2 separate regions of the Mus musculus genome follow, and region 2 is linked to region 1. A link is a contact called in public HiChIP or PLAC-seq data. All regions are on one chromosome and are shown on one strand. The core of a region is the stretch at or near the end of the contact, and the rest is flanking DNA. Distances in the headings are between cores, read along the strand shown. Region 1 has its middle 210 kb from the start of Gm32243. Region 2 has its middle 18 kb from the start of Gm32243.

Region 1 (5,294 bases), core at 1,967-4,466:
AAGCTGAAGGCAACAGAACTGGGGTGCTTGTTACTAATGACAGAACACAAACTCACTGTAGTAGCCAAGGTTCTCCAAAGCAACAGAATAACATGGTAAGCATCAGGCCAAAGGCCTGAGAATCTGGAGTGCTTAGATCTAAGAGATAAATGGCCTAGCTTAAATAAACACACCAAGTCCACTTCACCTTTAGTTCTTGTTCTATTCGGACCCTCAACAGGCTGGATGAACTCAACAGACTTACCACCATGAGTAAGCGTGGTCTTTTTACTCAGGCAACTGTCTCAAAGGTTAGTCTTTTCTAGACATAGCCTCACAGACTCACCTTGAGATAATAATTCACTAGCTATGAGGGTGTCCCTCAGCCCAGACAAGCGCACATATAAATTTGTTCACCCCCACACTTGCATTGGCCTGAATTAGTAGAGTGTGCTTAGCCAGCATGCTGGAGTCCCTTTGCAGCATACATCAGAACTATGAGATGTTGCTCTCATGCAGGGGGGCACTCACTGTGCGGTAAATAGTATAAGCACCTACAAGAATAGTAGGAGTTGGTGAGTTTGTGCATGAATATAAAAAGATAAGCAGAGGTGTAGTTTGGATCATATTCGTGGAAAGATCTGAGGAAACAGAAACCTGAAAAATAACAACCATCACAGGCACTGTGTACCCTCTGGGTTCACTTTGCCTCCTGGGGCATGGTTGTTTATTCTCTGCTGTGTTCTGGGCCAAGTTCCTAACAGGGACGAATCTGTGGCTATAACAAGGTCGGCACTTTAAGGAGGGGACTGCTTGATGTGGGGAAGGGAGAGGAAGTCATTGAATCAATGATCACATGCCATGTTCAGAGACAGGATAGGCTTATCTGGCCTAATTAGCTCTCCTTGGGAAGGCAGGGTGGGAGAATAACCTTGACTGAGATGGGTTAGCGACTGACTGCTCTGACAGCGTGTTTTGTGAAAGTTTTCTGGACACACTGAGAGGCAGTGACACGAGGAGCACAGTCCTTTGGTCCCAAGGAGCACCAAAATGCGGAGTGCTGATGGAGGACCAAAGGCACTGAGCCATGCCTAACACACTAAACAGGAAGAAATAAGATGTCACAGGGGATCGGTAACCAAGGAGGGAGTCTACCTAGGTACCTGGAACAATAAGTGCCCGGGTTATTTTAGAAATGCAGACAGGATCAGAAATGTTTCCCAGATCACATGCAGATCAGAAAGCAGTATAGACAGCCCAGCCAGAAGGTCATGTCAGGGGTGGACACTGAACTCTGCCAAACTCTGATAAAGAGAAGAGCACATGAATATGGAGCAACTGCTCAGGTGCTCTTTATTCCCAGCCCTCAAGAGGAAACGACTTCTCTTGTGATTTTAATTATATTTACATGAACATACATGTAAAGGGCAAAGCAAATCATATTCAGGAATTTTTGTTTATAGCATATATATGATATATGTACATATAAATATGTATGTATGTGTGTGTGTATATATATATATATATATAAACACATAGAGAGACAGAGAGAGACAGAGACAGAGAGACAGAGACAGACAGAGACAGAGAGACAGAGACAGAGAGAGACAGAGAGACAGAGAGAGACAGAGACAGAGAGACAGAGAGTACATCCTTGGAGTTTTTACTAAACTTTGAGCAAGTTTAAAAGTTGAGCAACTCCCTTCTTTTATTTTTTTCTTCTTGCTTTCTGAAAATATGCTAGTCCTAATCACATATTAGACTGCATCTCATACCTACATGTAATAATATGATTTCAAAGAGGCACCTTAAACTATTATTGACTTTGCATTTTCTCAAGATTTTTGGCCAGGCTCGGTGGTTCACATCTTTAATCCCAACAATGGAGAAGTAGAGGCAGATGGATCTTTGTGAGTTTGAGGTTAGCCTGGTCTACACAATGAGATCCTGTCGCAAACAGAAACAATCCACCTCAATATTTCTAATTGTTCCTTAGTGGGTCTGTTGGTTTGTGTGTTGTGTTGTGTGTAGGGTGCTGTATGTATGGTATTATGTGTGTGCACGTGGAAGACTAAGGTCAGCGTCAAATGTCTTTACCCCTAACTTTCTACCTCTATATTTCTAGACAGGTGTGTCTCGTTGAACTTGAAGGTCATGGTGTTGGTGTGCCTGTCTGATAAATAAGCATCAGGGATCTGCCTGTTTCTGTTCCTCCTCCTCCAAGTCTTGGATTTCCCGTAGGTCCTGGAGATCCAGAGCAGGTCCTTGTACACACACCACAGGCTTTGTATTGGCTGAGCCATCGCCTTAGCCTCTCTCGTCGTAACTACCCTTTAATTGGGTTTGAGAGAGAGAATTTAAGATGTTTTCACAGATGTGTTGCAGATAGACAATCCATTACAGACTTGAAAGGGAAAGGGAACTTTTAAAACTGTATCGCAGATGGAAATTTTTAGAAAAATCCTCAATGTGTTGAAAGATAGAATAAATTGAGCAGTAAAAAATAAAATTAGAAGAAAAAAAAGAAAATATAATGCATCCAAGAACATTGAGACATTTAATAAATACAATAATTTAGTTGCCGTACTGGTAGTCTCATTAATAGATAATTATTTGTATCATTATTGTATCACGAAATATGTCTAAAGTACACGTAAGGGTACCGATGAGGGACCGGGACTGGCTTAGTGGATAAAGTGCTTGGTAGTGCAAGTGTGAAGATCTTAGTTCAGATCCCCAGCATCATTTAAAAAAAACTCTGTTCGCTAATTGTGTCTGCAAACTCAGCTCTGGGAGCCTGAGCCAGGAGGATCCTGGGAACTGTCAGTACAGCCAATCAGAGCTCCACGAACAATTGACCTACCCTGCTGTAAACAGTATAGAGCTGTGGAGGAAGACACGTGACGTGGACGGCTCGCCTTCACAGGCTCACGTGGACACCCCGACGCACATGTGGACACCCCGCCCCATACAGTACACGCAAAGACACGTGGATAAGAACGAAAGTGAACTTTCTCTGGTATTTTAGGTCTGAAATTTCTGTCTCTGGAGGCTGAGGGTTGAAGACACTGAGTTTGAAGTCAGTCTGGGTGACAGCAAACAAACAAACAAATAACAACAAGGACAATCTATCTTAGGGAATACGGACAAAGAAGAAAGGAGGGAGGAGGAGGTGAGTGGAGAAGAACAGAGAAAGGAAACGGAAAGAGAAAGAGAAAGCCACGCCCCAGCTTATGACCAGACACCTTAACATCATCCAACACTGAGAATGTCAATGGATTGAAGCTGGCTTTAACCCTTTGCTTAAACATACCCACTACTTGGTTATTTCTTCCTTGCATGCATATCTTTTATTCTGTTTATTCTCTGTAGTTACACCACCGTATGCCTTATATTTTACACGATTTGAGAATTTGTTTTAGTTTCTACATCTGGTTAGAAAGCGAAGACCATCTCTATCCCCGTTTTCTTAGGGCAGAGATTCACTCCTACCTATGGCAGCCAGAAACTCGGTGGACAAAACACAAATATTTGCGGGGCGTTTGTAGCAGAGCCTCTAAACTAGGCAAGGGGAACAGGCTGGGCTTTAGCAGGGGTCCACTTCAATCTGGAATAATTGCTTTAAACGCTGTAAATATTCATTTGATACCATTTGCCACAGAATAAACAATTCCTTACCACTCGCAAACACTTCTGAGGTTTTCAGAATACCAGAAGGATTTATTTACTTCCTGTAAAACAACAGGGGTCCCTAATCCTGTCAACAGATTAGGAGGCTGCCATGGGAGGTTGTTTGTGAAATGCCGCCATCTATGGGAGAGCTGTGTGTACTGCAGGCGAAACCACAAGGCGCCCCACGGCCTCACGACGTGGTTAGCTCAGCAAATGGAGCAGCTCTTAGTCAATAAACAGGAATAAAAATTATACCCCTGGCCAGAAAATACACACTGGAAACTCCAAGCTGGCACTTAACACTGCCACAGCTATTTTTTTGAGGGAAGAAGTGAGTTCTACAGCCGATGTGTCCTCAGGACACTGAGTAGCTTTGATCTATAACTTACTGAAACCCCTCCCCTGCCCCCTCATCTTCACCCCCATTTTAATCCAGAATGTGATGTCATCTTCCACGTACTCACAACCACGTAGGTTTTCTTGGTTAATCAAAGCGGGTTTCACATCTTCCGCTCTGCGTAGCCAGCAATGGAAAACAAACTTAGGTATCCCCATACGTAATTGATACCTATGAGCTGGGGCAATGTACTACCCATGAACACAAGTCAAAGAGATTCCAATCTAGTCTTTCCTACTGTTCATGCGCTCGGAGTCCTTACAGGGACAGCGCAAAGTACATTTTACTGTTCCGAAGAACCTCGGATATTATATGTGTGCTTGGCTTCAATGATAGTTAATGATCACCCAACTCTAGGAACTGACCATTGTCACCCGTGTCCCTATTTGAACAAAAAAAAAAAAAAGAGCTAAACCGAAAGTTAGAGAGACTGAGTGAGACACAATTTTTTTTTCTCTTGCTGTGATAAATACCACAAGCAAAAGCAACACAGGAGGAAGGAAAGGTTTCTTTACTCTCACCAATCTTCCTCATCAGACTTCAGGGTAGGAACTCGAGGTAGGAACCTGGAGGGAGGGACTGAGTGGAGCACATGGAGGAGGGCTGCTTACTGACTTCTGCACTGGCTCATTCAATTTGTTTGTTTATATAACACAGACCACCTGCCCAGGTGAGCTTGTCTCTCCCATGTCAATCATGGTTAATGAAAATACCTCACAGACTTGCCTACAGGCCAATGGGATGAAAGCATTTTCTGAGCGCCCCTCCCCCCGCCCCCTTCCCAGATGAATCAAGCTTGGGTCAAGTTGACAAAAACTAATCAGTACTCTTACATTACTTAAGTTCCCATCAGTTAGCAATAAATATGGGATTTGAACACAATCCGTCTACAGTTATGGAGTAGCCATGAAAATAATGCTGTGGTTTGGGGGTCACCACAACATGAAGAACTGTTTTAAAGGGTTGCAGCCTTAGGGAGGTTGAAACCACTGCTCTGCTCTGGTCTTCAGATGGGGATTAGCGGCCACTCCTTTTCCTTCCTGGTGCCGTGGTAATGAATTTTGAACATTACTCTTTCACCGTGGAGTCCACGCCTTTGGAAACTCACAAGGAGTTTTCTTTGGGTGTGCCTGGGAAGTCTTTGTAGAGTGAATGAATGACACGGTATTCCTTTTCGTTAGACAATATTGCGTGTGAAGCTAGAATTAGACCATCTCCCTGGAATCATCTCCTAGATGTGTGGAAA
Region 2 (5,294 bases), core at 1,988-4,487, 220 kb before region 1:
CAACTTGGCACAGGGAGTTAAAGGTTGGGCATGTTCTCACAGGATCTCAGTTATGATTTGTTTTTATTCCCCCACGAATAAAAAGGAGAGTGTTAGAAAATGTTACCTTACCAGGAAAGTCAAGGGATGAAAACAGTTGGCTTTTAGCATAAACTATCAATGTCCCGAGAGTTGCCTCTCCTGTCTTTTGCTGCTACCACCTTGCTTATACAGTTCTATTGTTAATATTTACCTTATAAATATTCTAATGCCACGCATCCCACAGTCATACAGAAACCACTTGAACCTTGTCAAGGAGATTATAGTACAGAGACTAGGAAACTTTACATTCTCTTCAAGATGTCCTCCATAAAGCCTCAGGCACAACAGTATTTCAGGAATTTACAATCCAATGAAGAAAATAATAAATAAATTTGGTAGATGATAAGTTAAAGAAAAAAAGTATTTTCTTTAAAATAATATTATTTATTTAATGACTACATGATGGAGGCCCAGAAACAGAAAGTGGAGGGAACCCAGCTTCTAAGAGCTAGCTCCATTATTTGTGTTACATAGGGATCAGAGAGACATGGACCTCTGAGACAAGGTCAGTCCTCTGTGATAGAACCCATCCTACGGTCGGCTGGTGGTTGCAGACCATCTTCCTGCAACTAAAATACTTCATGGGCCTCAAGAACATCAACAGCAGTTGGACTTTTCTTTCTTTTACAGATTCAACACACCAAGTTACAACCAAACACAATGGAATATTTCAGACACCTTGAAAGCCCAGTCGGTCATTGAAACTATCCTAATTATTATAAACAGTGTATGTATGTACTTATGTTATGTATGTATATATACATATATGTGAGTGTGTTTTAATAGACTAAGGCTGTGTCTCACAAAACCAATAAATAAATACAAACCAAGAACTAAATATTTAAACATTGTTAACATCTAAAATGAAGGATACATAGCATGTATATGCAATTTATATTGCTATAAGCACCAGAGACTTGTCAAAATCTGCATTCAAAAAATCATTGCTAAGCCCTGTTTTGTGATATACCCTTCCACCAAAATGTGACTATGGAACGAAAGTGGAGATCGGGGAGAAGTGTCTCTCTCCAAGCAGAGTGTTCAGAGGCAACAGAGGCAACACTTGAACCCAGCCCTCTAAAGGCAAAGGCATTCTACCTGGCGATAGCCAGGTAGCACAAGGGGCCAAAGAAGAGCAGCCCACCCATTTACATTGTCTTAGCTTTGGAGTGTAATTCAGTACTTGGAAAGGGGAGTCGGCAGAACCAGGAATTCAAAGTTATCCTCAGCTACCTAGCAAATACTAGCAAAGCTTGGGGTACACTAGACCTCAACTCAAACAAACGAAGCATATGCATTCTTTATGGTACTTTTGTATAGTTCAGTCACTACATTTTTGAAGTACAATTTTTCTGACAGTCTCATCAGATATAGACAGATGTTGGAGTCACTGTTCTTTCTCAATATACATAATACTAAAAGCACACATGTGTATGTGAACACACTCACAGAGAGAGCTGTGGAGTCACTCAGATCTTACACAAGTGTTCACTTTCTGAGAAGTCATGGGTTCTCCCCGCTAAAGTAGAAATATCAGAATCACCCAGAAAATGGTGGGCTCAGCTAATGCAGAGTTCTTACACAAAGTTTGAGGTTTATGGCGATTGCTCCTATAAACATTTTCTTAATGTAAGCAAAATATTAATCTCATCTATTTTCTAAATGTTTATTGCACAGAATTAGATGACAGCTTTGCATCAAACTATCTGGAATGTTTACATAGTTCCTATTATATAGCAGTAGACCATAAAAAATATTGTTCAATACTTTAGAAAGTTAAATTCATTGGCACTTATTCAACTAAATAATTAAAAAATATATGCTTATGAGCCCTACAATATAGGAATTGACACATATTTGAATATTTTTATTTCTTGAATTTTCTTTAGTGGTGTTTTGAGATAGAGTCTTACTCTATAGCCCAGGTTACTCTCAAACATGTAACAGTCTTCCGAGGTCCTAATGTTGAATTTTAGGAGTGAAGAAGCCCTATACACAGCCAGTTCTTTTTTTTTTTTTTTTCTATTTTTTTTTTTTTACCAGTTCTTTAATCTTAAATATGGCTGCAAGTCTGAGGAGATAACTTAGTGGTTGCAAGCACATCCAGTTCTTGACAGGTCCACAGTTCATCTCCTGGCACCCATATAGGGCAACTCACCCATATAGGGCAACTCACACCCATCTGTAACTCCAGTTCCAGGGTGTTTGATGCCCTTCTTGACTCCACAGGCAAATGCACTCATGTGTAAACCTTCCCGCACATACATATATCCATAATAAAAATATTTCTTTTTAAAAAATCAGTACAGGGGCTGGTGAGATGTATTAGTGGGTAAGAACACTGACTGCTCTTCTGAAGGTCCTGAGTTCAAATCCCAGCAACCACATGGTGGCTTACAACCACTCATAATGAGATCTGACGCCCTCTTCTGGTGTGTCTGAAGACAGCTACAGTCTACTTACACATAATAATAAATAAATCTTTTTTTAAAAATCGAGTACAATTTTAATGTACCTTTAAGGTTTGGAGTTTTTCAGTCCTGAGTGTGTGTGGTTGATATTTTCTCATTTCTTCCTCCAGGAAAACACTGATTCTCAGAAGAAACCTTACATGCTCTGTCATAAGTCACAGCACAAGTGATGACAGGGCTGGCTGGCTGGCTTAGCCTCCAAAAGTACTTGTCTCCAGGGCTAATGACCTCAGTTGGCTCACCAGAACCCTAGGTGAAAGGAGAACAACATTGACTCTACAGAGATAGTCTTTGACCTGTATACACATGACGTGGCACAGCTGCAATTGTGTTTACACACACACACACACACACACACACACACACACACACTAATTAATTAATTAATTAGTTAGTTAGTTAGTTAGGTTGTTAAAGGAGAGATTATAGGACAGACTGGGCCACCCTTACTATTTACATTATGTACATTCAACATCACTTTTGGCCTACTCCCAAATCCTGTGTTCTTACGCCTCTCATCTCTCGGTCTTTTTGTATGTTTGTTTGTTTTGTTTTGTTTCTTTTTTAACCTTTTTAAAAAAACAAACAAAAAAACAAAAAAACCGTCCAGTCACTGTTTGCTTGCTCCACTCTGTGATTTTCTCACCAGCTTTCTCCATTTAATCCAATCCAACTACCATGGACTCTGTCCTAAGGTGAAAGGATTAACTGTTTGGGCTGCAGAGTTGATCCCCACTGTCATCCATGTCTTCCTGGTGGGCATTTGGAGCAAGTTCCTCCAATTCAAAATCTGGAAAGTTTACTGTGCAACTCTGGGATTCTTCAGTTTAAAAGGGGAGGGGGGCGCAGTCCCCTTGTTCCCATTAGAAGAGTCTGTCTGTGAAGTCTTGTTTTGCAATGAGCACCATGTGGGAAGAAAGAGCAGGTTCAGAGCATCATAATAGGCACAAAAATAGGGCCAATTTTCACATTACAGATCTAAATTGGAAAGGAAGGAAATAAAGACATCAGTGGATAAAATTAATGTAATTGGAGAATACTGTAGTCAGAGTATTTGTTTGCTCTAATCTTGTACACGATATAAAAATGTTGCTGCAATGGAGCCCAGCTGCAAGTAATCACAGTGAGGCCCAAGGAAATCAACAGAGATGGTCTGCTAGAGAGGCGGCTGCCTACGGAGCTTTTCCTTGGAGGAAAATAGACACTCCCCAGCAATACTGTGTGAAGAATGAGTTGCAGCTCTGAGAATCCCTATACCTGCACTAAGGCACTGCTGATGGAAAGCGTGAATAGCTCCACAATCTTCATTTCCATGGCAGAGGTATCATATTGTATAATGATGGGCCCCATCATCCAGAGGACCTTGAGTATGGAGACCCTTTTTAAGTGTGTCTGTACATAATGGAGAAGGGATCCCATCTGTTAGTGTCTCAGAGAGTCTGGGAACAAGTGATCTTTTCTTTATATTTAAGTCATTTACTTATTTTCTTCCAAACTTGAATACAGCAAAGCCAGCATCATAAATGTGATGCCAACACACAGATTTCAACTGGAGGATCAACTGTATATTCCTACTTCTTTGCAAATGGATTCAAGAATGAATTAGCCTTAGTTATGAACATCTTGCTATTAAGTAGGAAAGCCCATTATTATTGTTTCGTAAATGTCCCTCAAAGGCCCATGAATTGAACGATTCTTAGGTTCAGGTGCTTTTGGAAGGTAGAGGAACCTTTGAGAAGGACGTACATTAGGGAAGGGGACTCAGTCAGGGAAGTTGGATCACTAGAGGTGACCTTAAAGGGGATCATGGATATTGGTTTCTTCCTGTTTCTCTTTGTACTGGCTAGTTTTGTGTCAACTTGACACAGCTGGAGTTATCACAGAGAAAGGAGCATCAGCTGAGGAAATGCCTCCATGAGATCCAACTGTAAGGCATTTTCTCAATTAGTGATCAAGAGGGAAAGTCCTTTATGGGTGGTGCCATCTCTGGGCTGGTAGTCTTGGGTTCTATAAGAGAGCAGGCTGAGCAAGCCAGGGGAGGCAAGCCAGTAAAGAACATCCCTCCATGGCCTCTGCATCAGCTCCTGCTTTCTGACATGCGTGAGTTCCAGTCCTGGCTTCCTTGGTGATGAACAGCAGTATGGAAGTGTAAGCTGAATAAACCCTTTCCTCCCCAACTTGCTTCTTGGTCATGATGTTTTGTCCAGGAATAGAAACCCTGACTAAGACACTCTTCATACTTCCTGGTCAGAGTGAAGCAGGCAGCATACATAGATCCACTGTGTACTCGGCACCAGACTGTGCTTGCCTCCTCTTGGACTAAAACCAGAAAAGCTACTTGGTGAGGAACTAAAATATTCCAACCCCAGATAATTCTTTCTTACTCTTTAATTTGATTATCATGGGTACTTTGCTACTGTGATAAAAAAAAAATAACATATTCATTTCTATTCTAGTAAAACCTGTGTCTTTCTAGGCATAATTTTTGTAGAAGAGTGAACACTGACTCCTGACTGTGTGTGGGTTTGCCCATGGAAGGGATTGTCTCTCTCTTGGCATAAGGAGACATTCTTGGTTTCCACAGACGAAGTGATACTTGCTGCCTGAGTCACCAATCATTATCCAATATTTAACAAGAGAATGTCAGTAATTTGTTTTGCTTTTGAGCGATACTCTTCTGTAGCTCAGGCTGTCTTAATACTTGAAGTATAGACGAGGCTGACTTTCAACTACTGACCCTCT

The links. HiChIP or PLAC-seq counts read pairs in DNA pulled down with a chosen protein or histone mark.
Region 2: an H3K27ac HiChIP or PLAC-seq map of hepatocytes shows a contact between it and region 1, with 6 times the contacts expected there. The contact joins two enhancer-like sites. A contact is called at or near these places in 10 of 484 Hi-C or Micro-C datasets (embryonic stem cells, liver, nephron progenitors and 2 more) and 1 of 115 datasets of contacts at active chromatin or transcription factors (hepatocytes).

What each region holds. Positions count from the first base shown.
Region 1 is chr13:39,439,588-39,444,881 of GRCm38.p6, reverse strand. No RefSeq gene overlaps it. Among named protein-coding and RNA genes, the nearest start is that of Gm32243, 210 kb to the left of the region's middle. Within about 2 kb of position 3,216, at least 9 of the 459 cell types and tissues checked have an H3K27ac peak or open chromatin away from gene starts, as enhancers often do. A contact at or near this core is called in hepatocytes and liver, where this site is marked.
Region 2 is chr13:39,662,259-39,667,552 of GRCm38.p6, reverse strand. No RefSeq gene overlaps it. Among named protein-coding and RNA genes, the nearest start is that of Gm32243, 18 kb to the right of the region's middle. Within about 2 kb of position 3,237, at least 3 of the 459 cell types and tissues checked have an H3K27ac peak or open chromatin away from gene starts, as enhancers often do. A contact at or near this core is called in hepatocytes and liver, where this site is marked.